6 separate regions of the Mus musculus genome follow, and all the other regions are linked to region 1. The links are chromatin contacts, called in public HiChIP or PLAC-seq, Micro-C and promoter capture Hi-C maps. All regions are on one chromosome and are shown on one strand. The core of a region is the stretch at or near the end of the contact, and the rest is flanking DNA. Distances in the headings are between cores, read along the strand shown.

The links. Promoter capture Hi-C pulls out the DNA fragments that hold promoters and counts their contacts. A called contact is a pair of places that touch in the nucleus more often than the background predicts. HiChIP or PLAC-seq counts read pairs in DNA pulled down with a chosen protein or histone mark.
Region 2: a promoter capture Hi-C map of pre-B cells shows a contact between it and region 1, with 6 times the contacts expected there. The contact joins the promoter of Azin1 here to the promoter of Pabpc1 in region 1. A contact is called at or near these places in 3 of 39 promoter capture datasets (embryonic stem cells, liver and pre-B cells), 3 of 484 Hi-C or Micro-C datasets (all in embryonic stem cells), 3 of 115 datasets of contacts at active chromatin or transcription factors (astrocytes, embryonic forebrain and extraembryonic endoderm stem cells) and 2 of 9 other capture datasets (adipose tissue and liver).
Region 3: a contact with region 1 is called in a Micro-C map of embryonic stem cells, with 11 times the contacts expected there. The contact joins the promoter of Klf10 here to the promoter of Pabpc1 in region 1. A contact is called at or near these places in 2 of 39 promoter capture datasets (liver and pre-B cells), 1 of 484 Hi-C or Micro-C datasets (embryonic stem cells) and 2 of 9 other capture datasets (adipose tissue and liver).
Region 4: a contact with region 1 is called in a promoter capture Hi-C map of pre-B cells. The contact joins the promoter of Ubr5 here to the promoter of Pabpc1 in region 1. A contact is called at or near these places in 4 of 39 promoter capture datasets (hippocampal neurons, liver and pre-B cells), 1 of 484 Hi-C or Micro-C datasets (muscle stem cells), 3 of 115 datasets of contacts at active chromatin or transcription factors (astrocytes, embryonic stem cells and extraembryonic endoderm stem cells) and 2 of 9 other capture datasets (adipose tissue and liver).
Region 5: an H3K4me3 HiChIP or PLAC-seq map of pro-B cells shows a contact between it and region 1, with 4 times the contacts expected there. The contact joins the enhancer-like site here to the promoter of Pabpc1 in region 1. A contact is called at or near these places in 4 of 39 promoter capture datasets (the 3T3-L1 cell line, hippocampal neurons, liver and 1 more), 1 of 115 datasets of contacts at active chromatin or transcription factors (pro-B cells) and 2 of 9 other capture datasets (adipose tissue and liver).
Region 6: a contact with region 1 is called in a promoter capture Hi-C map of hippocampal neurons, with 7 times the contacts expected there. The contact joins the promoter of BC048602 here to the promoter of Pabpc1 in region 1. A contact is called at or near these places in 2 of 39 promoter capture datasets (hippocampal neurons and liver).

Annotation. Positions count from the first base shown.
Region 1 is chr15:36,606,386-36,611,143 of GRCm38.p6, forward strand. Pabpc1 (poly(A) binding protein, cytoplasmic 1) reads right to left here and starts at 2,588. Exons shown (of 15, transcript NM_008774.3): 1 at 1,929-2,588. The coding sequence starts at 2,121.
Region 2 is chr15:38,516,718-38,521,475 of GRCm38.p6, forward strand. It overlaps Azin1 (antizyme inhibitor 1), which reads right to left and starts at 2,549. Exons shown (of 12, transcript NM_018745.5): 1 at 2,192-2,549.
Region 3 is chr15:38,298,099-38,302,856 of GRCm38.p6, forward strand. Klf10 (Kruppel-like factor 10) reads right to left here and starts at 2,613. Exons shown (of 4, transcript NM_013692.3): 1 at 2,461-2,613. The coding sequence starts at 2,496. Gm35248 (a long non-coding RNA gene) reads left to right here and starts at 649. Exons shown (of 3, transcript XR_001781645.2): 1 at 649-723.
Region 4 is chr15:38,076,308-38,081,065 of GRCm38.p6, forward strand. Ubr5 (ubiquitin protein ligase E3 component n-recognin 5) reads right to left here and starts at 2,547. Exons shown (of 59, transcript NM_001112721.2): 1 at 2,057-2,547. The coding sequence starts at 2,118.
Region 5 is chr15:37,949,002-37,953,759 of GRCm38.p6, forward strand. It overlaps Rrm2b (ribonucleotide reductase M2 B (TP53 inducible)), which reads right to left. Exons shown (of 9, transcript NM_199476.1): 2 at 4,598-4,753. Among named protein-coding and RNA genes, the nearest start is that of Rrm2b, 9.7 kb to the right of the region's middle. Within about 2 kb of position 2,505, at least 7 of the 459 cell types and tissues checked have an H3K27ac peak or open chromatin away from gene starts, as enhancers often do. A contact at or near this core is called in pre-B cells and pro-B cells, where this site is marked.
Region 6 is chr15:35,326,033-35,330,790 of GRCm38.p6, forward strand. It overlaps BC048602 (cDNA sequence BC048602), which reads right to left and starts at 2,503. Exons shown (of 3, transcript NR_045280.1): 1 at 2,348-2,503. Gm33584 (a long non-coding RNA gene) reads left to right here and starts at 2,958. Exons shown (of 3, transcript XR_383923.3): 1 at 2,958-3,260; 2 at 3,482-3,571.

The DNA.
Region 1 (4,758 bases), core at 1,338-3,837:
AATTTCAAATCTCATAATAATTGTAGTTATTGACAGAACAAGTTTTTCAGCCACCTTTTCTCTTTTTCTTTCTTTTTCTTTCAGATAAGGTCTCACTGTGTATCTTTGGCTTTCCTGAACTCATGTAGCCCAGGCTAGCCAAGAACTCAACAGACAAACACATGTGCTGGGTTTAAGTGCAGAAAGCACCACAGTCCCCCCAACCACTTTTCTGTAAATGAAATTTCTAGCTCCTAGAGCACAGTAATCAGCAGCCAGCTCATTATCAATTGGCCACACCTCCTAAGCACCCCTGGTCCTGCTGACTTTGCTTGAGCTTGGGGTTTTTTTTAATGAGTCACATCTCCCTACAAAACTGAAAACTGGTCACTAGCAGAACCCTAGTCCATTACTGCAATCGGTAAGGAAATACTGTAAAAAGGAAAAAGCTGGTTTAAAAAAAATTGGTAAGATGGAACATTGAACATACAGCCACAAAATAAATGGAAGAAAGAAGAGGCAAGATTCTGAGCAGTTGGAATATTGGTCCACTGACACAAATGTATAAAGTTAACTATAACCATGGCAATTTGAGGTTCGGCTTTTCAAATCCCAGGACCTTTAAAACCTGGGCATGTCTGGATTTAAAAAAGAAAAGAAAACCACTAAGTTTCAAGTCTTTCAAGTTTTGTTTTCATAGAAGTTCTGGTTACTCTATCCCAAGCTACCTTCCTGTACCTTACATTCTGTCACCTGCCAGAGTTGAAAGCTGTAATGAAGTGACACTAAAAGTGCCCCTTAGAGAGCAAGGGGCAGGCCACCTGCTGTGCCCTTCTACAACTTCTGGCTTACCAGAGCATCACTTAAGATGCTGCTTACCCCAAATCTCACCTTTAATCTAGTGACCACTCTTTAATTCCAGTCTTCCTTACTAAAATAAAACCCAGAGCTGACTTCTAAATCAGAGTCATCTAGATTTAAAAACCCAACGATATCAGGCCATAGATCTTATCTGATTCTTAGATTTCTGTTTCAGTGAATTGTCAAACTTAAAACAAACTCAATGTGTTACTTCTTAATTATTGCCCAAGATTCATGGATATTCCAAACCACTTTACGAAAGAAAAATCAAAGAAGCTTTCATTAGTTGGATGCTATTAACTCAGCATAATTTGATCCAGGTTACCCTAATATTTAGGACCAAAACTGGTCAACATGTTTAAAATTCATAACCACAGGTGCTATTTTAGAAAAAATATACATATGTATACATTAAATAACGACTTCTATTAAACTTAAGATCTAATTTGTTTGAAAATGAGCCAAGGAGTCTGGTGCCCTAGAGTCTTCCACATCCCCTCCTCCACGGCATGGTTAAAGAATACTTCATCTAGGGAAAACCCCAAGCAATTATATATGGTATAAGGTGCCTTTCCTGGTCCACAGGTCAGAGATGTGCTATTAGGAACGAGCTTACGACCCTAAGGACCACCACCACCAGGCATCACCCTATTTAACTTTCTTCTAAAGCCTAGGGCTCCTCCCAGCGATTGAGCCACCGGCAGGAACAGGCCTCGGGCCTGTGAGGTTACAGGGTTCAACACGTGGTATTTCCCAACACTGAATCGTACTTCCTCCCCGGCCTGACTGCCGGGCCAGGGCAGGGGATGGAGGGGTACCTCCACCCGCCGCTCCAGGAGGGTACTCGAAACCCCCGAATCCCACAGCTTGTGGCGGGAGCGCGGTGAAGGCTATCTCAACCACCCTCCGGGCGCGTCATCGCCCTAAAGTTTGAGAGCGACCGATGGCGAGAAAATGGTCGCAGAGGAGGAAGTGCCGGCCCGCGAGGGGCTGCGGCGCCGTGCCCTCCCGCCCCCTCGCCCGCCCCGCTAGGCCCGCCGCCCCGGCCGCATGGCCGCCCGCCCGCCACCCTCCGGCCTGCCGCTCACCGTCCGCCGGCTGCTGGAAGTTCACGTACGCGTAGCCCAAGGAGCGGCGGGTGATCATGTCCCTGCAGACCCGGATGGAGAGGATGGGCCCGGCCGGGCTGAACTTCTCGTAGAGCATCGCCTCGGTCACGTCGGGGTGCAGGTCCCCCACGTACAGAGAGGCCATGGGGTAGCTGGGGGCGCTGGGGTTCATCTCGGCACGGCTGCCCGCGGGGCCGCAGGCCGCGACCTTTCCCGTGAGAGGAGGAGAGCGAGTGCGGGGCCGGGGGACGGAGCCGGGGGGAGGGGAGCGGGGGCGAGCGCAGAGGGACAAAATTCAACCGGAATCGACGCGTACTCAACGGCCGTGGAACCGGGGGAGCGAGGCTGGCGGTGCTGGGTCCGGGCGGCAGGAAGGCCTCGGTCTCTGGGTTCCTGCTTGGAGCTGCGGGGCCGCGGGCGGGCGGGTCGGTCTCGGCTGCTTCACCGGGTTATTTTATAAAAGAGGAAGAAAAAAAATAAAAGTCTCCGGCGGGGGAGACGCGGATTTTTTTGTAAATTTTTTTTGGGTTTTTTCAAAGGATTTTTTAGATTTTTTTTGGATTTTTTAATAATAAATGTGTGTTCCGAGCCCGGAGCACACACTCCGCACTCTCAGCACTAACCGCCGGGGAGAAGGGGAAGCACCGCCTCCTGCACCCTCTACTTATACCCCCCGCCGCACTCGCCCCGCCCACGCGCGTCTGACGCCAGGGCCCTACGCGAGCGACGGCGCCGGAGGAGGCGGAGGAAAGCGCAGAGGAAGGGAGAGGTGGCGGCGGCTGCCGCTGCTGCGGGCGTGGGGGTTGGGCCCGAGGCGGGGCGGGGCTTCTGCGCAGGCGCCACAGCCAGGGGCCGACTTCCCGCTGCGCAAAGCCAGGAAAGGGCGGGACGGCCAGTGGGCGGCCTCGGCGCGGCCGCTGGTCACGCCCCTTGCGCACACGCCCCGCCCCCGCCCGAAAGAGCGTTAACCCGTCAGCGCAGCGGGTGGGCAGCGCGCGGGGCTTCCGGGTTTCTGGGCGCCAACCGCCCCCCACGTGCGCGTCTAGTGGCGGCCTCTTCCCTCCGCCCCGGCTGAGGTTCTGCTTCGCTAGCCCCCCACCCCCGAGCGGCGCTGGAAACGGGTGGGCGGGCGTGAGCCTTGCCGGCCGGGTTTCCTAGGTGTGCGCGGAAGGAGGCAGGGTAACTGCCTCGTTCTCCTACCCGGACCGCACTACGAGTCCCAGCGGGCAGCGCCGCCACGCGCGTGGGCCGCGGAAGCGGTGCCTGCCGGGAGCTGGAGTTCTCAACGGCCGCGGGCTGGCTGACCTCAACCGGACCCCAACCGTCCCGGGCGTGACCCAGCACGGGTCCGCGGCCCCGACGAGGGGGAGGGGAGGGGATGGGATAAAGGCAGTTGGGAGTCTGGCGCTTAAGATGTTCTGTTGGAATCACTTAGCCACTTCCTACATTTTTTACAGTGGTAAAAAGGACTCGAAAAAAAAATTTTTTTTCCTTTAAAGTATGCGTTTCTCATAATTACTCGGTATCTGTCACTCTTACCCAAACAAACCTGGATAGCCTGCTTAACTAGGCGTGGTTGGCCACGCTTTTAACCCACTTCACCAGGCGTGGTGCCCACGCCTTTAACCCAGCTTTGGAAAGGCAGGAGGGGTTTGCAGATCTCTGAGGTCAGGGCCACCCTAATCTAGCTCTTGGATGCCAGGGTTTGGGGATTAATATAAATGATTGATAGGCACAAATATATCAACTCGTAGAAATGACATTACATCAACCCAAAAACTCCACTTTAGTAGGTTTTACAGTTTTTGAAGTCCTCTATAAACATCCTTTGACAATGATGTGTGGGAAGTGAAGCAAATAGTACTATTTTTACCGTTAATGGTGTCAGAAGTTAAATGACTGCTCAGCTCTTCAATGATCGTTAGCCTAGCCTATTGCCTAGTGTAAATTAGTTATAACTCTTCTCAGTTAGAATTTAAGTCCGGAGACTCTTACACAGATGCTGTCCCCTCTCCCCCATCTTCACCTCCCCACCCATATTGATGGAAGATAACAGTTTTGAAAAATATGTTGTATGCTTAACACATGAGTATCATTTAAGGCTGTTCTTTGTTTGTTTGTTTGTTTGTTTTTTTGTTTTTTCGGGACAAGATTTCTCTGGAGCTCTGGCTGTCCTGGAACTCACTCTGTAGACCAAGCTGGCCCGAACTCAGAAATCCGCCTGCCTCTGCCTCCCAATTGCTAGGATTAAAGGGGTGCACCACCACTGCCCGGCTTAAGGCTGTTCTTTAGGAAGACACATTATGCTATGTAATCTAAATCTGTTTACTCAAATAAGGCTCTAGTTAAAACAATAATTCATCAAAACACCACCGTTCAGTCTACTAGGAAAGTAGTTTAAAATCAATCCATTAGTATAGTCATTGAATGTCCATCGTGTGCTGGGTACCCTAAAGTAAAGATAACGAAGCAAAGTTCTTATCCTCAGGACGTTAATAATGGTTTTTCTGGTCACCATAAATATAAACCTGAAGGTGTAGTGAATATCGAATCCCAGCACTTTATCAGGTGGGATATTACTATTAGAATCTATTCTAAAATTTTTCTTCAAAATATGAAAGTGAAAATTCCATTGTTAGTGTTTAAAAGAAAACAACATCATTTTAGTACTTAAGCTCCTAGGCAAAGAGCAATATAAAACGAAATGAAAACGGAAGAGGCCTTTGAGAAAGCTGTCAGTATAACTCAGTGAAGGTGTTTATTGCCCTGCCTAACCTGAGTTGGATTCCCCAGGCCCAACATGATGGGA
Region 2 (4,758 bases), core at 1,299-3,798, 1.9 Mb after region 1:
CAGAAGTGCTTCTCACCTGGTTTATAGGGTGCTGGAAATCAAACCCAGGGCTGGAGATTCTAGGCAATCACTTGACCAACCACAAATCTAGCTCCACCTTGACACTCCTCAAAATTGTTTTCCTCTTCGAAATATCTTTACAAATGTTTCTGCTATCTTTGCAGATTTTCCAAAAAAAAATTGTTTTTTTTTTGTTTGTTTGTTTTTTTTAGACAGGATTTCTCTGTACAGCCCTGGCTGTTCTCAAACTCATAGATCTGCCTTGCCCCAAGTGCTGGGATTAAAGGAATGCACAACTGCCCGGCAAAGTTTTTTAAAATCAGGCATATACATATACACACAATGGACTACCAGAAACAATTTATTAACATATAAAATATGCTAAATAAAAGCCTTTTGCACAAAAGCATGCATATCAATTGATTCCATTTAAGTCCCTTGATTTAAAAAAAAAAAAAAAAAGGAAGGCTAGATGGGCCTCACAAGAACTGCTGTGACCTGTCAGGAGGGCTAGATGAGGATGTTAATGTTCTGTCTTGACCTAGATGTAGATTATAAAGTTCTTTCTCCTCTCTTTGCACACAGGATTTTGCTTTATGTGACCATAGCTAGCTTCAAGAACTTCCTGGGATTACAGGTGTAACAACACCTGGCATCACTTTGCTAAAACGTACTAAATACAAGCCAAACTTGTCCTGAGCCTGGAGTCCTAGCACCAGGCTGATGAGGAAGGAAAATCAGACTCAAGTCTGGGCTACAAAGTGAGGTCCTGTCTCAAACAAACAACAAAATCTAATCAAACAGTACAAATAAATAATGAGAATTTTACTGCCAATTTCTAAAAATTAGAGAATGGGACTGTATTTAATGTATGGAAATACTCAAGTTAGAGCTATGAAGCATTTTGATGTCCGTAATGCAGAATTAGTAAGATGGCTGGAAGGTAAGTAGAGTAAAATGTTAGCTGCGGAATCTAAATTGAAGGTACCACTCTGAGTTCATTGTTGGGAATCATACTAAAACATTAGAGAAATAAATTGATTACTCATTTATCTTTATAACCTACAGTTTTATGTAAACACCCTTTCCTACTTATTACCTGTGAATTCCTCGGGGCTTATTGGTACCAAGCTTGCTTTCCTGTCGGGCCTAGTTCTCATAGTCCTTTCCTGAGGAAGTTAATCAGCTCTCACCCAGGCTGTGCATATATTAATGGTAAAACACCACAGGACAAGAACAACCTAAGATATCCACCACAAAACTGAGTTCAATCTGTTCAAACATCCTGAGGCTGTAAACAGTGTAAACTGCTTGCTTCGTTCAGCCAGTAACACACGTTCATGATACTTAATACCATAAAACGTTTAAACACTACTAACCGCTGGCAGCCAACAGAGTCCTTGATAAGCCGCATCAACCTACCCTTCGCCCTCTTTCTGCCCCGCGATCACAGCTAGGACCAGAAAACGAAGCCATGGTGACTAATCTCCAGGCTTCAGGAGGTGACTGGGGTAAGTGAAAGCGACTTGGCCCAATCAGGAGAGCCGCAGGGGCGGGTCAGCAGCGCCGAGGTTTCCAGAAAGGGCCAAAGGCCTATTCGCTTGCTACTTGACACCGGGGCTTCCCCGCCGCCGGCCCCGAGTGAGGTCAACTTTCCACCGCCAGAGGGGGAGCGCGCACTCCGCACCCCCTCTCCCGCCCGCAAGAATCCAGCCTCCTCCCAGCTGTCACCAGATGCCGGCTCGAGGCCCGCCCCGCTCCATTCATAACCCGGAGCCCCGGCCGCCGCAGCCCGTCCACTCCGCACCACAACCCCCTGCAGGCACTGAGACAGGGAGAGGGCGATGGGACCCCCAGCCCTCCAGGCTGCCGCCGGACCCCCTCCCCGGAAACAGCAATGCACCACGGGAGTGGGGTGGGGGCCGCATGCCGCCGAGAGGGAACAGCGACCACCGCCAGCCTGCCCCCGAGCGCGGCCCCACGCGCACACGCCCCCTCGCTCAACCGCGGCTGTCGGCTGCCGCCCTGGGTCGCGAGGCGCCGGCCGCCGCCCGGGCCACCGGCAGCCGCCACACACGCCGCCGGCCGCCATGTTCGAGGCCGCCGGCTGCGGGGCACTGCGGGGACACCGAGGGCGGCGTGGCCCAGCCCAGGCGCCGGACCCTCCCGCGCCCCTAAGTCCGGTACTCACGTGAGATAACGGCCCAAAGAGTCGGGTAAAGCGTCTTCTCTTTTTCGGCGGAATTTTTAAAGAGGGATGTGGTTACCTTGAGCAGAAATACCCAAGGCGGCCTGGGCCATAGGCTGCGGGGACGACGTGGGGGAAACGCGCGGCACCGACACCAGCTGAGCAGCAGTGGCGGCGGCAGCCGAACTGGAGAAATGGAGCGGCGCGAGAAAAAGAAGAAAGGCGCGAACTGGGTGGGGAGAGGATTCAGCCTCGTCACTCCGCAGAGCAGCAGAGCGAGAAGGATGAGAAGAGCAGAGCAGGAGACAACCAGAGAGAAAAACGGAAACACCGCGGCGAGAGTTGAGCCAGAGAGTGTGGGAAGGCGGTGCCAGAGACGCCAGTATTTATACTCAGGGGGGCGGGGGCTGCTGACGTCACAGACGGCCGGTCGGCCGCACGACGGGGGTGGGGCCTGTGCCGCCGGGGAATGTGGGAGGGGCGGAAGGGGAAGGACAGCCTTGTGCAGTTAGGGGGCCGAAGGGCGGGACCACCGGGCCTGGCAGGTGCTGGCCCGGCGCTCGCTTCCCGCCCTCGCGCTGCAGCCGCTCCCCAGCGGGCTGCTAGTTTCGTAGGCGGGGCAGAGGGCGCGCGGCCCAGCGGATCGCGGATCGCGCCCTCGCCCTTGCGGCGCCTGCGCGCCACGCTAGCAGCCAACGATCCGCTTTGTGAGCCGGCAGCTAGTCCATGCTGACGGCAGCCTTCGGGACCGTCCTGGGTCCTCGGCTTACCGACTCCAGTATTTTAGGAGAGGAGGGTGTGCGCCATCACGGGGCTTTCTCGGTGCACTAGTTTATGTAACAACTGTATACTATGCCCGGGGACTGTATTCCGAGGGAGAGGTTCCCGCCTCTCCATGGGTTGCGGAGCTCCGTTATGAAAATGAGTTCCCCGTGGCCAGCAAGAACCAGTCCGGTGTGGTTACTGAGGCTTTGATCGTACCAGAATGTTCCTCCGTGTTCGCATGTTGCAATATGGTGCAGTAGATTTTTTTTTTAAATGTGGCTTTTCTTTCTTTGTCTTCATTTTCAAAAAGGGTTGATGCAGTCAGACCCAGCCCTATTAAAGCGGGGCCAGTGTTGCTGAAGTTACATGACTTAAAGGCACATCTCTTTAATCCTCTGCATTTCTCGTTTGAAGTCATTCTTTTTTTTTATTCTTTTGTTTTGTTTCTCCAGAAAGGCTTTCTCTGTGCAACCCAAGCTGTCCTGGAACTCCCTCTATATACCAGGCTAGCCTTGAACTCTGCCTGGTATATAGGTGCTCCTAGGTGCTCCTGCTAAAGGCACGTGCCACCACACCAGGGTTTCTCTCTAATCTTGTTTGTTTTGTTTTGTTTTTCTTCAGTTTTTCGAGACAGGGTTTCTCTGTATAGCCCTGGCTGTCCTGGAACTCACTCTGTAGACCAGACTGGCCTCGAACTCAGAAATCTGCCTGCCTCTGCCTCCCAAGTGCTGGGATTAAAGGCGTGCGCCACTACTGCCCGGCCGTTTTTTCTCTATTCTCTATTATTTAATAAACTTTTATTACTAAAGTAAAATGACGGATGTAGCCTCCCCCCTCCCCTTATATTTAAAATCCTTTTTCTAGCTGGATGAGGTGGTGCATGCCTTTAATCCCAGCATAAGAAGGCAGAAGCTGATGGATCTCTTGAGTTCAAAGTTAGCCTGGTTTCTAGACAGCTTGAGCTACACGTAGTGAAACCCTGTCTGGAAAAAGGAAAAACCAAAGGCCATTTTATCACTAGCAGTCAGTCCTAGCCTGCTAAATCTTTGCAACTCCAGACTCAGCACAATGAAGGGGAGGGACAGGCAGACAGGGCACTTCTCTGTAGCTGAAACTGACCTCCAAATAGCAAGTCTCCTGCCTCAATTTAAGGGGATTGAGATTACAGTCGTGTATTACCCTATTTATGATGCCCCTTCAACGTAAGATCTTTTAAAGTAAGACCCTGAACCCTCTCTCCTTCACATTCTTTCACTCCATTTATCTTGTAATCGGTACAGTAATTAATAAATCACCAAGGCAGAAAGAAAGGAAGAGCTCTTGCAGATTTGGTAAGGCCAGAATGTTTCAGAGGTAGAGAGTATTACAAGTTGGGAACTGTGAGCTCAGTTTCTGGTTTTTGTTTCCCCTATTTTTCTTGACATATCTTAGCTTTCTCTTACCTCCTCCCTCTCCATCCCTCTCTCCCCTCCCCTTTTCCTTTTTTGAGATAGGAAGTTAATATATTGCCCGTGCTGGCCTTGAATTCATGTCAGTCTTGACCTCTAGAGTTCTGGGATGTGAAGTTATGATCCACTGTGCTCAGTCTCTAACACTTTTGTTAAGTTCTGATCCATTTAAACTGCAGCAACTTCCCAAGGAGGCTCTTGCCCACATGAACACACCATTTGACATTTTGTTTGCAGTCTAGCAGGAGAAATGGAATGTTCGTAAAATAACCAAATTGTTGACAGATAACAAGGTAAATGCTGTAAGGAACCAAGTAGAAGGAAGAAATAACTTCATCTGAGAGAAAAGTTCTCAGG
Region 3 (4,758 bases), core at 1,363-3,862, 1.7 Mb after region 1:
CAAATACAGCCAGGCATGGTGGGATACATGTATAATCTCAGGAATGTGGAGGCCAAGAAGTTGGAAGTTGCATCTCAAAATGCAAAACACACAAAGCAACCAAAGAGGAAAAAAATATTTTATTTTGGTCAAGTCTCAATCTCTTAATATCTATGATTTTTATCAGATTTATTAAACACAATGCTTTTCTGTACCATAAGGGACCAGACAGGCATAAAATATGTTCTTGGGATATGCAAAAACAAACAAACAAAAAACCCCGAGTACAAGTTGGTTTTAATTTAATTAAAACATGATTTGATAACCGATCATGCTCTGTGTGCAACACCTTCGACCTAATGTCTCACATTAAAAGTTCCATGACCTGAATTTCAAAAGAATCACCAACCATCTCTACTTTCCTCTTAAAAAGAACTTCCAAATTCTTCTGGTTAAAGTAGAGGTTGCAAAAATTATGAAAAGCCTCATAAAGTGGGGGAGCCTGGAATATAAGGCTCCAGGCCAACTCTGGCTATATAACTAGTTCAGGGCCAGCCTGAACTCATAAAGACAAAGCAAAAACCTAATACATAAATAAAATGGCAATGATAATCTTAACGCTTTTCTAAAAATGCCTATCTTCCTGCTGAGTGTGGGAAAACAAGACACGGTTCTTGAAACATCACTAACAATGTAATTGCATAATCGTTCGCGCCTTTATGTAAGCTGCAATGGATGAAGACTGTAAGTGTAAAAAGCCTATAGTCACCAACTCAAAGAAAGAGGGGTGGGAAAAAAGGCAGCCAGGGGTGAAGAATGTGAGCCGGGAGGGGAAGCCGGGAGGGAGCGAAGAGCTGGTGCGAGGCAGGAAAGGGAAGCCGGGTGGAGGCAGAAGCGAGGCGGGGCGGGGCGGGGCGGGGCGCGGGAGGCCGGCGGGGGAGATCCTCGCTGGCGGGGACCGACCGATGGGGCCGCCCTAACCTCAATGAGGCTGGCGGGTGAGTCACCGGGAACACTGCCCGCCGCGCGCACGTCCCCGCGCCCCGCCCCTGCCATTGGCCGGCCGGCCCGCGGCCCGCGTCCGGATTGGCTGGGCGGGCAGGGTGGGGGCGCGAGGAGGAGGGGGCGAGGCATGTGAACAAAGCGTGATCAGCGACTGCTCCGGGCGGCGCAGGAAACGTGAACTGGGAATTGCCGCGCCGTCACCTTTCCCCTACTTCCTGAGCACGGGCCCCCGCCCCCGCTCGGCCGGGGAGGGGCCGCGGGCGCCGCCGCCAACCGCTCGCCAGTGCGCGCCGGGCGGCGCGAGGGCTGGGCGGTGTCGGCTCCCGAGTCGCCCGCCCCTTCCACCTCCTCCGAGCCGCGGTTCCCTTAGGAACCGACAGCAGGGCCGGGCCTCGTTCCCGCCCCTGGCGGAGGCCGGGGCTGGGTCACTCGGGGACGAGAAGCTCCCCGGGTGCACCCGTTCGCCGCCCATCCCTGGCCTCCGCCTCGGCTGCGGGAGGTGGGGCCGGGTCCCCGCGGAAGCCCGACCGCCGCCCTCCTCCTGCTCGCCGCCTCCGGGGAGCGGCCGGAGCCTGGGGCACTCCGCCCACTCGGCCCGCGGGACCTCAGCCTACCCGCATCTGCAGCATTCGTCCGACTGCTGTTTCCGGCAGCCTGAGCCCCCGCAAGCAGTCTCTGCAGGCTCCCAGACGTGCGGCGCCCACAGCACGGGCTCCAGGCGCGCGGCCCCACGGTTCCCGCCTCGACACGCGGCCCCCGCGTCTCGCGGTCCCGACTCCCCCGCCAAGCTGTCGGGCTCCAAGGCAGGACCCTGCCCCCTGCCAAGAGTAATCTATAGGCAGCCACCTGCCTCCGCCTCGGATGGGGAGTCCCCTCCCGACGTCTGCGGGGGCGCCGCGGCTCCCCTGGCGGCCGCAGAGTCCGCGTGCCTTCCATACCCCGCGCGAAGCCGGCCATCCCCTCCCCCAGCCCCGGGCTAGCCCAGCCCCGCGGTCTCCACCTGGCAGGGTTTCCCCCTCCCCCGAAGAGCAGGCGCCCTCCTCTCGGCTAGGCAGACCGTGAGTAGTCCTTGTCACCCCGGGTCGCATTCCTGGTGCAGACAGGGGCATCTCCCGCCAGAGCCAGGTGCAGGGCGCCCCCTCCATCTAAACCGCGCTTCCAGGGAGACAGCCCCTCCAGCTCACTCGTCTCCTGGGGTCTCCCTGAGAGTCCTCCTTGTCTCCTGGATACCCAGGATCGCTCTCCCCTGGTCCAGGTCCCAGGCTTCTTCCGACCCTTTTTTTTTTTTTTTTTTTTTTTTTTTTTTTTTGCACATGCCCTCGATGATATTCCAGCCTGCAGGGAGGAAATCCCTTGCAAGACCCCGCTGCAGCCTGGGTTCTCAGGCGTGGCTTATTTAGGGGCTCATGCTTCGCGCTCCGGCTGGCTCCCCTACACTGACCGGCAGGAAAGGACCAGCATCCTCAGGTAACTTACCGAAGCTTGCTGGAGAGAAGCGCCGAAGTTGAGCATGGTTGGCTGCCTGGCCGCAGGTCGCGAGCTGCCTGGCTGCTGGCTGCTTAGTTAGCCACAGACGGGAGCACTGAGACACTAGACGTCGACGCCACCGCGCTCCGCGCTGTCTGCCCCCCTCCCCGTGCAGGTAGCCGCTCTGCCTGCCCCGCGCCGCGGGCGGGGTAGAGGGCGGGGCCTAGTGTCGACCAATCAGCGGCAAAGGTGTGTGAGGCCTCAGCCAATGAGCTGGCAGAGCCACGCGTGATCAGCGGCTGCCCGGCTGCAAGAGGCTCTGTCAGTGGAGCGTGTACACAACCCGAGGCACCGTGTTCCCTCGGTCCAGCCCCGGGGAACTCCGGGGACCACCTGACTCCGTGACGCCCCTCGCCCAACCCTAGCCTTCAGTCCTCCGCCCATGCCCGGGGGCGGCGCCGGCGGCGGGGCATAGCTGGGAGGCGCGGTGGCGGCGACTAGGCTTTGCGGAGAGCCGGCCCCACGTGGGGGGTGGGAAGGGAAGCCCGCTCCGCCCAGTCCCCTTCGCGCCCACAGCGTCTGGGCCCGCCAGGGAGTGGGCGGGACCCCGAGCAGGAGGCGGAGGCGGAGGCTGCGAGCGCGGCTCCGAGCCACCAGACGTTCTTTGGCAGCGTGGTTCTCGTGGGTCTTGCGTGGAAGCAAGGGATGGATGAACCACTGAGCGGCATTTCTGAGCATTTGCCGGGTTTTGTCACTCTAAGCCGGAGGACTGGGGAGAACCAGGGCGAGATGGTGGCGGCGGGAGCCCTGTCACGGAACAGACACCTGCTCGCACTCACCGCCCACGCCCAAGGCGGCAGGCGCTGGCTCGTCCTCCCATCTGCAGCACAGGCACTAGCAGCAGGGCCCGCCTCTGCGCGTCCCTCCCGTCCTTCTGGGCGGTTGGAGTGGGGACTAAGGGAAGCCGGTACCAAAGAGCTAGTGGCGTGGCAGGGAGCCCCAGACCCGACGCTCGGTGGCAGAATCGAGTTTGAGTTTGATGTAGTTGAAGTTTAAAATACAATGTTCGAGCTATTTCCAAGGTGGACTCCACTTCCCCCACCCGCGGGACCACAGTCTTCGCCGACGCCCTACCAAGAAACCGCTTGAGGGGATGGGGTGAGGAAAGCATGCTTGCAGGTGGGATTCCTGACCCGGTCAAACATCGAGTTCCTGTCCCTGCCCCCTCCACCGCTCCAGGGATTGAGGGCAAGCTGAGCTTCTTAGGGAAGCCAGCTTGTGGGTGCAGCAGCCCGGCTGAGGCTGTAGCCTCCTAGTCTGAGAGCTCTTGGCTCCTCGTTGGCGCCCTATTGCCCCGCCCCCTCGCCCGTTTGTGCGGGTTCACGGCAGCTGTTGGAGCCGGAGGGAGTGATAACGGGGCTTAAAGCAAACTAGAGATTTTTATCTTCTCCCTGGGACAGGCAGATCATGAGACAAAAGTCACTGCCCTCCTGTGGGCTTTTTCAGCCTGCTGGGCTAAAAGGGCTAAAGCAGGTGCCCTTTCTCAGTCACCACAGACTAGGTAAAGGAGGGAATTTGTTTTAGAGGCCTCCAGCTCTACCAACATCTATCTGATGGTTCCTTCTGGTATACCTAAAGCCAGCCAGCAACAAATGTAATGATAATAACGTGGGCCAGAGAAGCCCTGGGTGGGGGTGGGAGTGGGGGAAGATGACTGAATGGCCTCCTGTCACTGCCTGCTCTGAATCCGCTGGAGGAGCGCCAACTCAGCAACCCAGGCAGCTCTTCCTGCCTCTCTCCACCCGGTGCCCTGCTTCTGTCTGCAGGAGTGTCCTTCCCTGCAGGCTTCCTTCCGCTTGGGCTGGCCCATCCTGTTGATCTGAGTCTGAAGGGCTGGAGCAGCTGGCCTGGGCACCTGCTGCAGCGCAGGAAGCTCTTGTGTGTGCCCAGTGGCAGGCCTGCCTGCCTGCCTTCCTGTCAGGGAGCCGCCTCCGGGAGAGGTCACAGCCAGACCCACCAAGCCTGAACCCTGTGTCTGGCGTGGTGCCCCCACACCCACTCTGCAGGCTGAGTTGTAAGGAGCGTTTGGGACTTGGAGTGATCACAGCAGGAAAGAGGAGAGAAAGGGGTAGGAGAAACTGGGTAGTGGTGACCTGGAGATTCAGAGAAAGCCTTCCCCAGGCACTTCAGACCTAATATCGCCAAATCTAAAACTCCTCTTTCTTTGTGGTCTTAAGGGGTGATCATTGCCAGTCTAGCCACAGTTGCCTCCCTCCCTCAAAAACTTAAGTGAGATCTAGTTAGTCC
Region 4 (4,758 bases), core at 1,297-3,796, 1.5 Mb after region 1:
CTATTCCCCAGGTAAACTGGGTGTGGTGGCTCAGGCCTGTAATCACTGAACTGGGGAGGTAGAGGCAGTAGGGTAGGAAGTGCAAGGTCATTATCCTACAGATACGTAGTGAATTCTAGGCCAGCCAGGATTCTGCCTACATAAGTAAATAATAAATAGAAGATTGGTAGCACAAAGACTAAGATCTTGGCATGCACTCTCAATAAATACACTAAAATTCTTGGTACATAAAGTTAGGACCACCACAAAAAGCATGCCCTACTTCTCTGGTGCAAATTTCAAAGTTACAAGCAAAATGACTCAAACATGACCAACACACTTCTCTAAATGGCAGTAGAGCTTTCCTCCCCACTAATCTGATTCTAAGATTTACACCCCCCCCCCAAGCCTTCTGTTGAAGTTGTAAGCATCTCTAATGAAAGTAAGTCAGAGTAAGGATCCTATAACAAAATGTTTAAATTAAAAAATTGTTAACTATAAGACAACTCCAAGTAGTTGATTTTTTTTTTTTTTTTTTGGTTTTTCGAGACAGGGTTTCTCTGTATAGCCCTGGCTGTCCTGGAGCTCACTTTGTAGACCAGGCTGGCCTCGAACTCAGAAATCCGCCTGCCTCTGCCTCCCGAGTGCTGGGATTAAAGGCGTGCGCCACCACGCCCGGCTCGTAGTTGATCTTTTCAACAGGCATTTTGAGTTTTACAAACATGTATTTAAACAATAGGCTACAGTAAAGATTAGACAAATCCCCACCCCAAGCCAGAAACTAGACTGCCAGCCCAGGATCTAAAAGCTGCCAGACCAAGGTAAAGGTAACACTCACACATTAGAGGCCAAGCTAGGTCTCTTCCTCTCTCCGGGAAGAGCATGACAAACTGGGCGTCACACAACGTAAGTCACCCGGTCACTTAGCAAAAATTACACCTTGAATCTAAACTTGATGGCCTTCCACACGCAAAAGAAATATGGGCCAGCAGCGACGTATGCGGGGAGAAGGAAGCTTAAAACGATCCACTTTCCGACCTGTAAACATTTGGCCCATCATTAGATGTGAGTCCTAGATCTCAAGACATGCTTTAATGGAGGCCTCCCTCAACCTCCGAGTCTGTTTTGCAACAGTACAGGGACTTTTTTTCCTGCTTTATCTTAGGTCCCAGTGAGCATGTGGCCCTGCAACTCAATTCAATATCCTAAAGTGGTAAGACACAGTGGCAGAGCGAAGGGGAAAAAAATCCAAATCAAAACAGCCTTAAGAGATTTTTCAAATATTTTAAATCAAAATTCCTCCTCTGCCCGTAACAAACCCAACCCAGAAATTCACAGCGCGTTAAGCAGCACTGCGAACTGCAAACCGAAGAATTTTCCTTTGACACTCCACTCACGGTTTTCAGCTGTCAAATTACAACTCCAGAAAACACTATCATTAGAATAAAAAAGGAAACAAAAAGGCTCTCACCGCAGGGGCCCAGGAGCAGTTTGGCAGTACCAAGGCGAAGGAAGGAGAGCAAAGGGAATCCAATCCACTTCCCCAACCCCCGCCTGACTTCATTCCCCTCCCGGGGCAGTCAACCTCACTGCAGGGGCTCAAATCTAATAATAATAACAATAATCATGGCGCTCCCTCCCTCCTCCCCCTCCCAACCCGCGGTCTGCCGGGAATCTCTCCCCCACCCCCACCCCGCCTCCCCGGGGAAACCCAGCCCCCGGGACACGACTCGCGGGAGCCCCCGAACCCGCCGCTCCTCTTCCCTCTCTTTTCCACCTCCACCATCCCCCATCCGCATTGTCTGTCTCAATTCAACTTTGACTAATATGGATTCCTCGGGCCTGGGCCGGGAGCCCCCGGCTCCGCCGAGTTCAACGAGGCTCCTCGCGGGAGGGGGAGGGGGCAGCGCGCCGGGCCGTCTACACCGCAGCCGCGTCCACACCGCGCCGGCCCCCGCCCCGCGGCCCGAGGCTCCCAAGTTTGGCCCACACCGGGCCTACAGGGGGCGGTAGGGCCCCCGGCGCGGCCGTGGGGGAGGGGAAAAAGGAGGGAGGTGCCCCTCCCCCGCCCCATTACCTGTCATTGAGCTGGTCCTCGGTGCCCGGCAGCGGGTGGACCACGAAATGGATGGACGTCATGGTACCGCCTGCGCGCCCCGCTCCCGGGAACGAGCCGCTCCCGCTGTCGTCCGGCCCCCCGATCCCCTTCCCGTCCCCGGATCCCACGGCCGCCGCCACCGCCTCCTCCTCCCGGTCCCCAAACGGAGGGCCGCGAGCGCGCAGGGACCGCCGCCTCCCCGCCGAGCGTGTGTCCGCGGCCCGGCGGCCCGGCGCGGCGGGCGGGAGGGCGGATCAACGCGCCGCCCGCTCGGCCGGCCACGGCGCGCACGGACGAGGGCAGCCCGGAGCGCGGCGAGCGGCGGGTGGAGAGGTGCCGGGGCGGACGCGGCGGACGCGGGGAGCGGGGAGGGACAGCAGCCCGCAGCGCGCGTCACTGGCGACGAACCGCCGCCGCCAGCGCCGCCGCCGCCATCTTCACTTCTGCCCCAGTTTCTCCGTCTCGCAGCCTGGGCGCCGATCGGCGGGGGAGGGGCGGAGGGCGGGGCCGCGGGGGCGGGGCTCTGCGCGCGGGGCGGGGCTCCGGGAAACGGGCGGCCGGGCCCCAGCGATTGGGCCGCTTAACGTTGTCGGGCCACGGTGCTGTAAGGTGCTCGCCTATTGGCGCGCTGGGCCGCGAGCCCGGCCCCCCGGGGCGGGGCGGCGTGTTCCAGAGAGCACGTGCTCGGGAAGCCGGGCGAAAGGGCACGCGCGCCGGGTTTCTTTTCCTCCCGGATCCCTAATGGTTGTGCATATGCGAATGGCTTGTTGTTGTTTCTCGTCCTCCAGCCGCATTTATACTTAAGAGAAATGTACCCCGAGGAACCAGAGATGCTCCGCTTCCTACGGCAGGCAGTTACGTAAGAGCCTTATCAAAACCTGATAGTAGGATCTTGGAAGTGACTGTGTAGCAGCTTTCATCAGCACTACCATCGTGCAACGTGGAAATTTCCACTTTTTAGTTATTCGTGTGGTTTTTATATGGGGGTGGTTGTGTGTGTGTATACTTTAATGAAAGATGATATGCATCTGTTGTAGGGAGATTTCTTGTGACCTGGGGTATCAGAACTACAACTTATGAAATTCTTCCTCCTCCGCGTACCCTCACTCCCGAACCGGTACAGTTTCCCTCTTAAAGTTTTCTGTGATCCTTTCGAAATATCGAATTCCGCTGAAAGCATGAAGCCTCTTCTCCAGTCTGTAACAGTCGTTCGTTAAATCGGGTATACAACATTAATGATTGCACAGCAGAGCAGTTTTCTTCTCTTCTTTAGTTTAGGAAGTTCTTTTGAGAATACATGAAAAATTAGATATCAAGATTTACTGGGTACACCATGAGACAGATAAGGAATAATTTTTAGTTGGCCATCAGCTCCAGTTTTCACCTAGATAAACTACAAAGTGTTCAAGGCTGGTCAATGATGCACACCTTTGTCCCAGCACTCAGAAGACAGAGGCAGACAGACATCTTAAGTTGTGGGCCAGCCTGATCTAAGAGTTCCAGGCCAGTTAGAACTACACAGTAAGACCTTGTGTCAGTCAATTAATAGTGAGTTAAGCCACTGAAAGCGCTGCATCCCATGACTACCAACCATCCTGTAATTGCTACTTTGATTTTTTTTTCCCCTCAAGTCCGTGTGATGGACACTGCTGGTTCTAGAGTCAGACAAAGTAGAATTTCAGTCCTGATTCTGCTACTTAACCAAGTGGCCTTAATTATTTACCCAGTTACAGCATTTTGTTATACACTGGGTCTAAATACTGTATGTCAAGCAAAAAGATGTGTCAGGCACACAGCAGTTCATACACATAATGAAAGATTTTTAACATATTGTGTGCACTGCTTTATACTGCCAATGGCTCCAAGTACAGTACACCTCACTCTAAGGCAAAGGATGTCCTGGCTAGCCCGGCAGTGGTGATCCACACCTTTAATCTCAATGCTCCAGGGAGGTAGGCAGAGATCTTTCTGTTCCAAGCCAGCCTGGTCTACACAGTGAGTTCAGGAAAGCTAGGAATACACACAGAGAAACCCTGTCTAGGAGAGGTGGAAAAAAGTCCTTGTTGCATAAGGATTCCAGAGCCCAAACACCTTAGTGCTGAGGCTCAGACAAAAAGCAGTTGTGACTCTGAGTCCGTTCACAATATAATAGCTCCCATCTAGTAGTTAATAATTTAGAAGTATGTAAAACCAATCCAAAAAGATAGGCATGATAAACGCAACGAGAGTGCAGTTAAAAGAGGGAATGGTTCCAGCCAAGAGAACTAAGAAAAGTCATAGGCAGAGAGAGCCTCAAGGATGCTCTGAGCATGTCGGCTTCAGATGCTCTTGACCAGGGCTCACACCGGGCCCCTCCGCTTTGCCATGTTTTTTTCTTCCAAACCTCCCTTCTCCACCTTCCTTTCCATTATGTGTCCAGCCTCATTTATCCACTCCTAGTTTTTTGTACCTAAAGTTCAGACTCTCTCCTCACTCAAAGCATGTAGTAGTAATCATATATTACATGAAGAAATAAGGTTGGGGGGTGGCAGTGTGGTGGTTTGAATAAAAATGCCCCACCCCGGCCAGGCAGTGGTGGCACACACTTTAATCCCAGCACTTGGGAAGCAGAGGCAGGTGAATTTCTGAGTTTGAGGCCAGCATGGTCTACAGAGTGAGTTAAAGGACAGACAGAGCTATCC
Region 5 (4,758 bases), core at 1,255-3,754, 1.3 Mb after region 1:
TTTTAGAGATTTAGGATATTTTAAAGAAACATTGGATATTTTAAAGTGACTAAACCTTTACAGTGAATGAATTTGTAAAGACTATGGGATTTTTAAAAGCTGGAATGTGGGGCTGGAGATACAGCTCAGAGGTTAAGAGCACTGACTGCTCTTCCAGAGGTCCTGAGTTCAATTCCCAGCAACCACATGGGACTCATACCCATCTATAATGAGATCTGGTGCCCTCTTCTGGTATGCATGCATAATGTAGACAGAAACCTGTATACATAGTAAATAAATAATCTTTAATAACAGCTGGAATGTTTTATATTGTAAAATTATTATTGACATGAAATCTTAGGTAAGAGCAAGAAAGGAAATGGTTATAGTATAATAGTGATGAGTCTGTGTGTCAAGTTGACAAAGGGCCAATTGTGCTAGCTAGTTTTATGTAAACTTAACATGTCCTCCTATACACAGCAGAGTAATCCACGAGCAAGCCTGTGGAGTTTTCTTAATTGATGATTGATGTTGGAAGACCCAGCTCACTAGGGGTGGTATTGCCCCTACACTAGTGGTCTTCTGAACTATTAGAAAACAGGCTTAGCAAAGCTCTGCATCAGTTCCTGCCTCCAGGTTCCTGCCTTGAGTGCCTGCCCTGACTTCCCTGGATGATGATGTACAAGCTGTAATAAACCCTTTCTTCCCTAAGTTGCTTTTGATCATGGTGTTTTATCACATCAATGGAAACCCTATCTAAGACAGGGTGGGGGAACAGTATGTCTAAATTGTTTTTATGTGTATAGATATTTTGTCTGGATGTATGTTTGTGTATTGTGTGCATATTGGGTGCCCCAGAGGCCAAAAGAGAAAAGTTAGATTACCTGAAACTGAAGTTACAGGTCATTTTGAGCCACCATGTGGGTCCTGGGAATCAAACTTATGTCCTCTGGAAGAGTAGCCAGTGCTCTTAACTCCTGAGTCATCTCAGCAGCCCCATGGTGAAATTTTTGAAGGAGCTATCTTTTCTAGTTTATAGTGTATATGGGTACCTTCTTGCCATATGCTCACAGGGTGGAGAGAAAGCTCCCTTCTCACGTCTCTTTTTATAAAGGCATTAATGCCACCCATGAGATCAATATCCTCATTGCCAAACACCTTCACTGCCACACTCTGAACAGTATCACACTGGGAATTAATAACTCAACTTACAAATTTGGGGAAGACAAAACAATGCACAGCTCTTATAGCTATTGTTTTGTCCTATAAAAATCTCTAAGTGTGTTTAACAATAATATGACTAATATTTGAAACTATAACTGTCCTTTGTAAACTCAGCTGGTTTTGTTCTCCTTTTCATTACTCTAACAAAACCTCAGTCTCCTTAACTCTTTTCCTGCTATACTTTTAAGTGTTCACTGAGCACTCAATACATGCCAGTTGCTAAGTTCTGGAGATACAATAGGGTCAGGGGGATTCCTGGCAGTGAATTTAATACTGCAATATGTCTAGTCTTAAATATTAAACTTGCCTCTTTAAACACCGAGCTGAAAAATGCCCCATAACTTTTACTTTATACTGTTATATAATTATGGCTATGTACTCTTTTAGAAACACAGAATTTCTTGTGCTGGTTTTCTCTCATTTGAGCTCATCCTCAATCCCATCATCTACATAGTAACTCCAGACTTGCTGCTGCTACAGTTTCATCATCTACATAGTAACTCCAGACTTGCTGCTGCTACAGTTTCATCATCTACATAGTAACTCCAGACTTGCTGCTGCTACAGTTTCATCATCTACATAGTAACTCCAGACTTGCTGCTGCTACAGTTTCATCATCTACATAGTAACTCCAGACTTGCTGCTGCTACAGTTTCATCATCTACATAGTAACTCCAGACTTGCTGCTGCTACAGTTTCATCATCTACATAGTAACTCCAGACTTGCTGCTGCTACAGTTTCACTTGCTGCTGCTACAGTTTTAGAGCCTTGCTGTTCCCCATAGAACCATGCCTTAAAGTAAAGGCTTGGTTGCTAGTGGTGGCACAATTACTATATAACTTTATTTTCTTAGGTATTTTTGTCATAGTAACAAAAAAGCTGACTACAGGAAATGCCCAACTAGCTTTAAAAAAAATTCTTGTCTTCTGAGTCAGTGCCTAATATTTGGGAATTAAATTCAACCACTGATTTTAAAAATTAGAATATAAAGTTAATTGTTTTTTAACATAATTTGTTTAATATGTGGGACTAAAAATATCTTTGACTTCCTTTCAAACATGTATTTGAAGCTTCCTGTAAAATCCATACCAACTTCTGTGTTTTAATTTTTAATTAGCATTTCTTGGTTACAAGACATTTATTACAGTTTCAAAAAGAAGCAATTAATTTCCAATGAATTTTTCAGAAACCCAAACACACGGGTACCTTTTAAAAACATGACAAACAAAAGATCAACTGTGTGCTCTACGTGTTCTCTGAACCATATCTAACAGAAGTTTTCTAAAAACCACAGACAAATAGGGAAAGTCAGGTGTGCAAACCATACTGAATACTTGTTTCAGTTGGGTGTTTTGGTCTGTATGTCAACTATAATACATAATAATAATTTTGACAATATAACAAAGGTAGACAAATATCCAAAAACAGTGTAAAAGAAATTTCAGACATTGGTATCTTTTAAATTTTTAGGTTAAAAATTCCCCATTCTTTGTATGAACTCATAGTTTACATTTATTTAGTGCTTACCAAGTGTCAAATATGATTGTAACTATTTCATTGATCCTCAAAACAACCCAATGTGTTATATATATTTAGCCTGATTTAGCAGTGAAAATGCAAGGAGAAATGAGGACTACTTCCACAGATAATATGCGGCAGAGCAGGCTTTATACTCAAGCAGCCTGGCCTCAGACCCTGCACTCTTTACAGAGTGTTGTTTCCATAGATAAACATCTATTTATTTATCTATTTATTTATTTATTGTACACATTCATGTGTGTATAAGAGGTGGGGTGAGAGAAAGAGATCATGTGTGTGCCACAACACATGTGTAGAGATCAGAAGAAAATTCAAGAGTGAGTCCACTCCTCCTAATGTAGACTCCACAAATCAAATTCAGGCCATCAGGCTTGTTCAGAAAGTTCTTTTGCCCAATGAGTCATCTCGCTAGCCCACATTTGGTCTTTTGACTGACAGGCATACAGATCCAATGATATTTATTCACATGGATACAGCTCACCAGAGATAGGGATGCTTATTGATTCATATACAGCGTAAGGATGTTATGTCAATATCATGAACAATAAGAAATAATTAAATAATAAAGACAATAACTACCTGTGTATTTAATTAAATTATACAGTAATCATTTGCATGACTAAATTGTTCTTATTAAGCCAGCAAGAATTATGTAACTTGTGTGTTCAACTCCCTTTGAAGGTGGAAACAGTTACATTTCCAGTAAGTGATCAGCAGTTGCCTGCTGGGGCAGTTGCCTCTGGTTTGCTGCAGCTGAAGGCAGAGCTAGATTGTGAACTCAGCCTGGCAGGCTCATAGTTGAATGCCCTGCAGAGATGGTCAAACTGCTTACACAACTGCACCTTTGTCCAGCCAGGTCCGTCTCTCAAGCTAGTGCAGGGTCCTCACAGTTTTCACCCTTTTGGCAGATTTTTGGAGTTCTTGTTTTCTTTTGGAGCCAGGGTTTCTCTGTTTAGCCCTGGCTGTCCCAGAACTCATTCTGTAAACCAGGCTGGCCTCAAACTCAGAGACTCACCTGCCTCTGCCTTCTGAATGCAGGGATTAAAGGTGTGCATCACCACGCCCGGTTCTCACCCTTCATCTTTTTAAAACTACAGCTGCAACTCTGTTCATTCTGCTGGCCACAGTATAAACTGGTGTTAGGCCTGGCGAGATGGATCAGCAGGTAAAGCTGTTTGCTGCCTGATGAGGTCAGTTCAATTGCACAAACACATAAATGAGTGAATATAAAAACAAACAAACAAAAATCCAAAAGTGGTCTCATGTAGTCATAGAGAACCAAGAACCTATTTAAAAATAAAGACTGTGGGCTGCCTGCAGACCCAGCTCAATGGTTCAGAGCATTGGCTGCGGCTGTTCAGTTCTCAGCACTCACATGACAGTTCACACCCACCTCTACCTGCAATTCCTGGGAACCTAATAATCTCTGCTGGTCTGTCAGGGCATCAGGCACACATGCGGCACGTGCACATATATGCAGGCAAACACTCATGCACATAGAATAAAAAAAATAAATCTTAAGAAGTAGAAAATGGTCTGCAATATATTAGAAGTAAAGACAAGAGGCTCATGACCATGGACTTTCAGAAAGATCTTGGGAACAAATACAAGAATCTGGCAGAATAGCTTGTCATGTTCTTGTACCAAGAAACTTATTTACAGATGCTAACCTAATTATGCTCAATTTAAGTTGATTAACAATTATTTATATTTAATTAATTTAATTAATATTTAATTATATTTATTATTGATGAGCACTAATAATCTACATTAATTATGAGCCATACTTACAAGTAAAACTATTTCACTATTCTGTAAGGCAAAGGTGAGTGAGATGCAGGCCACGCCACATACCTCCTCTGCTGTCCAGAAAGATGCCTGTGCTTGCTTGTACATTCTCCAGATATCAGGATACTGGATTGGAAAGATGACGAACCGTCGGGAACTCTTTCTTAGGAGTGGCTCTTCATTTGACCTCACCACATTTTCTTCTGTCTCCGAACACAATTGCTTAA
Region 6 (4,758 bases), core at 1,253-3,752, 1.3 Mb before region 1:
AATTAGCCTTAGGCTTAAGATATCTTATTTCAAATGAACTAAGAAATAATTAGTTTTGAAGGTGGTGACCACTTAACCAAATGCAAGTGGAGAACTTTAGGATGCAGAAAGAGGGGAGAAAGCAATCACGCAGTAAAGGTTAGAGCATGTGGAGCAGAAAGGTGAAGTGAAGAGAGAGCCTGGAGGAGAAACAGCTCCAAGAAGAGGGAAATGGGGGAAGACAAGGCAGAGGACTGGGTAGAGGTGTGGGGTGGGGTGGGGTGCAAAAGACAGAGTGGGGGTGCGGGAGAGTGGGCAGGAAAAGAGCAGGTTACAGGGCCTCTCCTAGGAAAGTCTCACAAGTCCCCAACACAGCTCTCCCAAGACCCCAAACCTCTCGGCTACACCCACACTCCTGTGAGTCCTCAGCTCTCCCACCAGCCAGCCCTGGATGAGCGCCTGGACCCCAGCACTCCCGCGTGGGGTCACGGAGGGTGGGGAGGGGGGAGGGGCGGACAGAGGCGGGCAGGAAACGGAGAGTGGGGCGCGCTGCCGGAGGTGGGCAGGGTGGGAGTGCGGGAGGCCCGGTGAGACGTGACAGCCCACGCATATGGGTGACCCAGGGGGCAGGCGCGAGCCGAGGCCCCGCTCTCCCTTTCCTAGAGCTGCAGTGCTGCGGCCTACGCTCCCACGCGTGCTCACGGCCGCGGTGGCGCTACGGAGACGGCTCGCCTGTCCCCGGCCTCCTAGACGGCGAGAGGCCCTTAAGGCGTCTGCGCTTCCGACCGGCAGGAGGCGTTGCAGGGACGAATTCGCAGCCGGGATGCGAAAGGGCGACAGAGTCCTGGATCCTGTAGAAGAAAGCTTGCTGCTGCTCTTAGCAGCGAGATCCCACTTTGGGGTACCTTCGAGTGTTTGGTGTCTTTACATCTCCTCCTTCCCCTCCCAGATTGGAATGTCAGTTCAAAATTGAAAAGTAAAAGTGAAAATTTCAGGTTTGCGGACCTCGCATTTTAAAAGGAAGTGGAAAGGCTGGACTCTCAGTTCTTGGCTACTAATAAAGGTAATAGACTTCATTAAAAATCCTTCAGGCTCTGGAACAAAATGTCTATTAAGATTTGGCATAATTTGTTGAAATAAGGATTTTTACAATACATTTTTTTTGTTTACTGCTGAGAGATCACATGTCAGTAACCTAGGAACCAGGCAAAGTCAATCCAATTTATAAATAAACTTTCAAAACATTTATAACAATACTGTTTATAATAATAGCCTTTATCAGACTATCAAAATTATATGATTGGGGTTTCGTTGAATCATTTGCTAATCTACTGTTAGAGAAATAATGCAAAGATGAAATGAATTATTTAATTTATTGCCATGCTTAAATGCAGGGCCAAATTCTAATGGAGACTAGTGTGTAAACTCTGATCAGAGATTAGAAGAAATCTCCAAATCTGATGTCTTGTGGCCAGTATAGAGCCCCCAGTCCTGTGTAAATCATGGGTCCGCCTCAGTTATATGTGGTCTAGCCTCAGAGGGATAGGTTTCCCATTAAAGCAAACAGAGCCAGAGTTCGGTTTTCAAAGTGATTTGTGTCATTTTGAACAATTATTTGGCAGTGATTATAAATGACAGAATTCATGGGACATGAAGAAACCTGTCATCTGTTAATGTTTACTCTAATGTGTACGTGCATAATTCCCTAGCATAGCTTCCATTTCAAAGAAAATTCCCAGTGGCCCTATTGCAGCATGATTTGGAGATAATGTTGTTCTGGCCAAAATTAACCACGTCAGGACCTCAAAACATTAAACTTAAGATCTGTATGATTAGGGTTTTTTTTTTTTTTTTTTTTTTTTTTTTTTTTTTTTGTGGGTGGGTCAATGGCTATGGTTCAAGCAGATGTTAACGAGTTAGGCATCTTCCCAGGCTCTGCTAAACACAAAGCTTCAACCCGGTATACATGTGTCTGGTAGTGGAAGTCTACTGATCCTGTCCCCCAAACAAGGATAAAGTAAAGCTAGGTTAAATAGGTCTTTCTCTTTGGTAAGGTTAGATTAGGTTAAATAGCTTAGGAAAATTACATTGGAAACTAAATCTATTTAGCAAATGACCTTAAATTTGTGTAGCATTATTTATGAACCTCACCAAGATCCGCAGTGAACTGTCTGAAGCAGATACCTTGTTTGTTTTACTAGCAGCAACATAAGGCTCACTCACAGCTCTAGTTTATATCTGAAGTATAGGACAGCGCCAGGGCACAGCCGCCAGATTTGGTGTCTTAGTTTGAGTTTTATTGCTGTGAAGAGACACCGCGATCACAGCAACTCTTATGAAGAAAAACATTTAATTGGGGCTGGCTTACAGTTTCAGAGGTTCAGTCCATTGTCATCATGTCAGGAAGCATGGCAGCCTGCAGGTAGACATGGTGCTAGAGAGGGGCTGAGAGACAGGAAGAGGCAGTGAGCCACTAGGTCTGACTTCAGCTTCTGAGGCCTCCAAGCCCACCCCTTAGTGAAGCACTTCCTCCAATAGGGCAACACTTACGTCCACAGGGCCACGCCTCCTAACAGTGCCACTTCCTGTGGGCATATGAGAGCCATTTTCATTCAGACCGTCACATAGGGCTAGAAATATATTCTTTTATATATTTACCACTTGAACAGTACATTTTAAGTTGAAGTTTCCCCATCTCATTCTTTTCAAATTAGCCAATAGCCACCTTACTTCGATAAGGATATCATGAAGAAAATGACTGATTAAAATGTTGCAAAGACTCTGATTAAAAAATCGAGTCCACCACCGTCAGAATGTCCTCCACAGTAAGCAAACACCACTCTCCAGAGGCTACTTCTGCTCTTTGTTCTGTTAGTTTCATAAATTTGGAATGCAGCTCTTTGCTTAGCATTTGGATATGTCTCCTTATAGATTCCAATTTCATAAGTGAAGAGAATATATTTATACATCTTTTTAATAGATGTAGCATTATTCCTGTAGGGAATTAATCTTCACTGTGGACTTCCTGAGCTTACTGTCACCTAGGAGACAGACCTCTGGGTATGTCTATGACGGCATTTCTGGAGAAGTTTATCTGAGACTTACAATGACTGAGTGGAGGTGGCTGGGGTTCTAGACTGCGCACAAGGGAAAGGGGAGCGTCAGTATTTCCTGGCCTCCAGACGTGAGGAGTGGCAGCTGTGTGTGCGTGCTGCCAGGACCTCTGTTACAGCTTCCTGGCCCTGATGGACCTTCCTTCTGAACCTGAGAGTCGTTGAGAGGTAATGTATCACACCAGCAAGTGAGGTAATGAACACAGTACCCTACATGCTTGAACTTTAGTGGGTGTGATAAACACATGATAGTAAATGAGATTTATGTCTTCCTCATCTCTTTGCAAATTCTATTCACTCCTCAACGCCTGACTTAAATGCTACATCTTTAAAGTTCTCTAATCTCTCCCACCACTAAATTCTCTAATGCCCTGTGCTCTTCTCCCTAGTGCATTCATTCATCGTGTTCCAGGTGTGTAAGAGGAGTGTGTGCTCGAGCCCCACTCTCCCTAAAGGACGGAAGCTCCGCACAGTCAGCAGTCAGTGTCTTTGTGTGCCTTGAATGGTATCACTAAATGACAGAACCCAACATGTACAATCCAGTATGAATTCATGCAAATCCCTTATAAAGTTAAGTAAAAAACATATTATAAAGTTTAAAAGCAAGTAAAATTTAGATATCCAAAAATAGCTCATTGGAACTAGGGAAACTGCTCAGTGGGTAGCCTGTTTGGCTGCACAGTGTGAGAGATGGAGTTTAGATCTGCAGTACCCATGTAACAAGGCTGGCAGGAGTGGCAGCCCCCTCATAATCCCAGCAGTCCTGGGAAGTGGGGGTAAAGAATGCTGCGGCCAAGCTGGCCAGTGAGACTAAATAAATCTGCAAACTCCAGGTTGAGTGAGAAACCCTGCTATAAATCTCTGGCCTCTACTTGCACATGAACATAAATGTATATGCATTCATATATGCATGTACCAAAATACATGTGGGCATGTTTGAGCGCACACTCACACTTACTTAACTTGCTAAAATTGGTCCTAATAATTTTTCATTTGGTAGTCATTCTACAATGCTTTCTTAGTGTTGCATTTACTGAAATTTTAACATTAATCATATATCTACAGCAACACATGTAGGGATTTTAGTATAATCTTCCATGTCTAATGAAATTTATTTGCCAAGTTGTATACTACTTCTCTACATTATAAGAGCAGAAATGGATGTTAAATAAAAATGTTCCAAATATTTTTCAGAGATGAGATTAATACTTAAGATACCCTTTTTATTAGATCTTTTCTTCATTTACATTTCAAATGCTATCCTGAAAGTTCCCTATACCCTCCCCCTGCCCTGTTCCCCATCCCACCCACTCCAGCTTCCTGGTCCTGGCATTCCCCTGTACGGAGGCATATGATAAGATATCATTTTTAAGCTTCAGAAAGAAATGAACATTTCTGTGGCAAGATTAAAAGAATTAAGTCACAAACATCATTAATGCAAGAATAAAGCAATTTATGTTCTAGCAGGATGGCTCAGTGGGTAGAGATGTGTAGCATCTAGCCTGGTGACCTGACTCTAATTCCTAGTACCTACAAGGTGGGAGGAGAAAATTGTCCTTTGGCCTTCATACATGCACACATGTGTGCACACATGTACTCAAACATATCAAAGATACACCCCAAAATCAATAAATAAACATGATTAAAAATAGAACTTGTCTAAGAA